Linked DNA regions of Gossypium hirsutum: region 2 is linked to region 1. The links are chromatin contacts, called in public Hi-C maps. All regions are on one chromosome and are shown on one strand. The core of a region is the stretch at or near the end of the contact, and the rest is flanking DNA. Distances in the headings are between cores, read along the strand shown. Region 1 holds the start of LOC107951131 (putative lipase YDL109C). Region 2 has its middle 21 kb from the start of LOC121217516.

Region 1 (2,700 bases), core at 177-2,676:
TAATGAATGACCAACGAAAGAAATCTTCTGAACACTTGGGTGACAGCTTATGACAAGTTTAACCTGAAAAAGGTAAACTTAAATTAATATAAATGATTTCTGTCAAATATATATATATATTATAAATGGTAAAAATGGAAGTACAGAGTATCAAACTACAGAACAATAACATATCAACGGTAAACGGCAGTTAGCAAAATTGGAAAATAATCTGAGTTGCAATCATGAATAATGAACCTTATTGAAGACAAATAAAATTGATAGCACACATACCTCCTCTGCTAATCTGTCGCCCATTACATCGACACCATCAAATGTCAACGTTGAAGAATTGCGCTCACTGCCTGCATTGCGCATTAAGTCATTAACCATTCAGTACTTATTTCACCATGAAATTCATCAACAATATCATTAACTCATTATCACGAATATTCATTTAGTGAATGGGTCTTGCGTTCTCTTCACCAATTAATTAGGATGGTAACAATCCAGCAAAATATTAAATAAGAAAAAAACACAATTTGATGAATAACAATCAAAATTTGAATCCTGGATCAGTCATTGGTGAGACTTATCTACTTATAACTTCGGATAGATCTAAAGTCTAACCCAGGTTAAATTAATTCAACAGCATTGGAGTATAAGACTCCAAATTACTTAGCAGACTACTTATGAAATTCTATTAGAGATTAATTATGAAACAGTTCAAAAAAATAACTTTGTAAGAAGAGAAGGGTGAGATGAGTAAATCATTAACTTGAAACTAATTAGCATTTAGCATAATCACAGTTAATACATACAAAAAAAATGGAGTACCGAAGTACTCACAATGAACAATAACATTCTCAGGATACGTCTTTAAAAGCTGCTTCGCTGCAAATCTCCAATTCTGAGCACTGCAAAGATACCAATCCAAAAATCAATCAAGCAGTTCGGAACACATAAATAATATTAATAAAAAAACGATTAAAACCGAGATTAACCTGCCAATGATGCCATTAACCATGATAACTAGATGAGTAGGATTGTTACGCTCTCCCGGAAACTGGACTTCCATATCGACACCTCCGTTCTCGTGGGATTTCGTTCTCAAGCATCCAAATCTCGGCAAACTCAATGATCTTCTATTCTTTTTTTTCTTCATCTTCTTCTTTTTCTCCTGCTGATTCAGTATCTTATTACTAGTATTATTGTCTTCCCTAACCTTGATCTCTTCAGCAACATCAACTTCCTTCTCCGGTACTCCTCTACAATCTCCCTCCATATCCGCCATTTTGAAGCTTAAAAACAGAGCTAAGGTAATAAGAAACAATCTTAAAGTGTTGTATTAAGCTAGATTTTTGTGTTGGATTTTGATAATGAGAAAATGGAGGGAGTCAAAATAAGCTAGCCAGGATTTAAAGAAGTGAAGAGGGGGACAATGAAGATGGTGAGGGCGGGCGGTTTTTGTAGTTACGGGTTTGTTAGCTAAATGGGGCGACCCGCTGGTCCCCTCTCTTTAATTTTAAGAGATTGCCCTTGATTTTATGGTTTTATTACGGGATAAATTTGTTTCCATCGGCTGATGGGTTGAGGATAAAATCGTCATCCTGTAAGTATATTTGTTTTTGTGCTTCAATCTTGATTTTTTCTTCTAGAAGGAGACAGAAATGACACGTTTAATCTTCGGAAACTTTTGTCTTCAAATTTTAAAGCCTCGTTTTTTCAACTCGGACGGCTATTTCTTAATTACCAATTTTTTTAATTTTTCTAATTCTTAAATCATCTATTTTAATTTTTACTCCCGGATAAGTGAAAGAGGGGAGTGAGTTTATTTAGAATTGAATCCAATTTTTATACCTACAACATAATGATTTTGTAACTGAATTAAAGATTGTTAACGAGAATCAATTAATATTGAATTATGTATCTGAAGCAATACAAATAATCGATTGACTTATTAATTGATATGAGTCAATTAAATTTGATTAAATTAGTGGTTGAATTAAAGTTTATAATTTTTTAAAATTTTATAAATTTTTAATAATTTATTTAATTAAAACTAAACGTACTAATTGGATCAACAATTTATGGCCTAGCCTTTGATAACTACCTATTTGTATTTATAATCTCTTTTCAACCCTTTACTCAAATTCATATATTCGTCATTGTTACAATAGCAACAGTATCAATTGGGATAAAGTTCAATTGTATTATATTATTATTTTAATGTATTACACTTGTATTTAAAATATCATATATTTTTTTTATAGGGTGATAAAGTGTAGGATTTATTAAAAAAGTCTAAGCTTGTTTGAACTAGATCATGCTGATCGGTTAGATTAAGAATCAATTGAGATATTAATTTGGTGAGAGATTTTCAATCGTTAACTTAAAAATCAGTACGAACTAAACAAAAAAAATGATTGAATTGAATTTTTAATATTTTATTTTATAATTTTATTAATAATTTATTTTATAGAACTTATCGCAACAATTAAATCATGAACCAATAACGTGATTAATTTGAGTACCAATCCAAATTTGAAAATTTTGCAAAAAATCAAAATTAATAACTTAAATACAAATCATTTACCTGGATAAACTATTAGAGTAATAATTCGTATTAAAAAATAACGTATTTTTATAATTAGTATAATGCTATGTTTTAACTAACTTATTATACATATATCTTTGTCGCATAAGAATATTAAATACCAA
Region 2 (2,700 bases), core at 59-2,558, 98 kb after region 1:
GTATAACTACCTCTTTGGTCCCTATCAATTTTGAGAATGAGCAAATTAGTCTTTTTCTCAACGAAAATTACAAAAAATTCAAAACAACCTTCAAAAGTTTAAAATAATTTTTAAAATTTAAAATATTTATAAAAATTTCAAAATTTATATTTTTAAAAAAAAATTAAAAAATTCTAAAAAATATATAAAGAAAGTTAAAATTTTAAAATTTTTCTAAAATAATAATTTTGGAACCTAAATAAGTTAATTAATGATTCAAGTTTATTATTATTTTGCTTTGAAAAAGTTTTCAAATATATATGGTTACGAATTTATGTGGTTTAACATGAAATTAATTAACTGTAACAAAATTTTAATTTAACATGTTTAATTTTTTAATTTCACTCAATCCGACTTGACTTGAATTTATCTTACATTTGAAAAAAAATTAAATCAAGTTACAACGATAAAATAGGACTGGTTAACTCAATTAACTCAAAAAAATTCACTTGATTTGATTAAATACTCACCGTCATTTTATTCATACATCAATATATCTGATAAATAAATAATATAGAATTTTAGGTATGGTTAACAAATAAAAAGATAATACATGATTAAAAAAATTAAAAAGAAAATGCATCATATACATAAGTAGCCGTGGGTGCCATTAACCATAAAAGTTCGTGTGTTGTTAAAGGAGGCAAGAGAAAAGCGGATCCCACTCATAAATACTTGGACCCATTTTCCACATGGGTCTAGTAGTGGTGTAGGTTAATGGGTTTCTTCCCCCAAGTGCACATTAGCTTGGGTTGAGTAAGAACTAAGAACCCGTCTTCTTTCCTCCATTTCGCGTAGAGATGGAAATAGTGAAAGAAGCAAAACAACTAGAAAACGAAAAACACTATTGCACTGTGTTTGAGAGCAGGGGAGTGATGATGTCGGGTCCATGGGGAAACAGCTCCCGCGCTGTTTCCGGGCGCCTCTCTCGAAACCCACGCCTCAGAAATGGGACCCCTACCATATAAACACACAACTGCACAAACTTGGATTAATCCATAGTAAAAATTCGATGGTAATATTTCACTGGAAAAACTTTTTTTTTTCTTTTTAAAATTAAGTAATAATATTAGAGGGAGAAACAAATTAACTAAAGACATGATATTACATAATAAAGAAATAACATAAATATGATATTTAAAATCGGATTGTAATACCAAATTCGTGCTGGACGACGGTGTCCACGTACAAAACAAGACAAGTGTGTTTGAGACAGTCAGGCACCGAACTGAGCACTGTTGTTTTGTATTGTAATTTTCAGGGTTTTTTATTTTTTATTTTCAGGTAATAGTAATTTTGTCTTATCTCTATGTCTAGTCTCTTTCACTTGAGGACCCCAGCTTTTTGTGTTTTGCAGGTCTAATTGCCTAACTTTATCTGCCCAAAACAAGAAGGAAAAATGCCTAACTTTGAACAAATATTTTGGTTAAAATTTAGTTTCTATATTTTTATTTTTATAAATTTAGCTCTAATTTTTAGAATTTAAGTTTAATTATCAATATTATTAAACTTTTTTGTTAAATTTATTAATGTATCATTTTAAAATTAAAAATAATAATCACTTAGTAAACATATAACTAAAAATTTATGTCGTAATAAATATGAATTTAACAAAATAATTTTAAATTTAAATTTAAAAATAAAAAAAAATAAATTTCAAAATTTTTATTTAATTTTTTTATATATGTATAAGATATGCTTTCATAACTTTTTTTTCATTAAAAGGAAGTCACCAAAGTGACTTAACCTAATTAGAATTTGATTTTGTTTTAAATATTGTTTACTGATTGAGTTTTTAATCAATGTTGTCAATTTTGCAACCGGTTTTATCATTTCAGTCGGTACGTATTATTCCAATAATAAATTAATGTAATCTTTCTTCAATACCAATTAAAATTTCAATTCGTACTAGTCACATCGGCCCATTCCATTCAATTTTAGTTGAAACATTTAGTGCATAAATATATTAAAATAAAATAAAATAAAATTTTAACTTTTACAAAAACAATAACAAATAATAAATTTGTTTTTACTGAAATATTGTACATCAACTCATGCATTAAAATTTTATATTTAAAATTGATTATTTGATATTTATAAATATTTATATAAATAAATAATTTTTTGAATTAGTAGATACTAATTCTAATAAAAGAAAATAAGCGTCCGACTCCCAATCATAGTTTTAATGATTTTAGTGGGAGAATGGGACAAAATTAGTTAAATGGGAAAATCAGGTAGCGGTAGCTCTAGATCCGAAGCTTATAGCTTACCAATAATATCATTACTGTTACTTGCAATTATGGTTTTTCAACATTTACGGTTTCCTTTTTACATGCGTGAAATTTTTGTATACCTTCAAATTTCATTGTTTTCTATAACAAACAAAATATATACATAACAGGGTAAAGTTTTGAAGGTATTTGTGTTAATAGTTGAATTATATTTTTGTTTTTTTACTTTAAATATAGTTAAAATAGTTTTTATATATTAGATTAATTGATCATTCTATTAAAAACTTTATCCAATACTATTATTAAAAGTTAATCTCTATACGCTAGTATAGGATACACATGTCACTGTCTGGTTATTTTATCAATCAAGCTAATTTTTAACCGTACAAATGGATGAAATTTTAATAGAAATGACCAATTTGCTCTT

Evidence for each region. A called contact is a pair of places that touch in the nucleus more often than the background predicts.
Region 2: a contact with region 1 is called in a Hi-C map of leaf, with 2.1 times the contacts expected there. The contact joins the enhancer-like site here to the promoter of LOC107951131 in region 1. A contact is called at or near these places in 11 of 34 Hi-C or Micro-C datasets (hypocotyl, leaf, petal and 1 more).

What each region holds. Positions count from the first base shown.
Region 1 is chrA02:19,341,092-19,343,791 of Gossypium_hirsutum_v2.1, forward strand. It overlaps LOC107951131 (putative lipase YDL109C), which reads right to left and starts at 1,427. Exons shown (of 12, transcript XM_041083005.1): 1 at 984-1,427; 2 at 829-896; 3 at 274-344; 4 at 1-63. The coding sequence starts at 1,273.
Region 2 is chrA02:19,439,498-19,442,197 of Gossypium_hirsutum_v2.1, forward strand. No RefSeq gene overlaps it. Among protein-coding and RNA genes, the nearest start is that of LOC121217516, 21 kb to the left of the region's middle. Within about 2 kb of position 1,309, at least 9 of the 9 cell types and tissues checked have an H3K27ac peak or open chromatin away from gene starts, as enhancers often do. A contact at or near this core is called in hypocotyl and leaf, where this site is marked.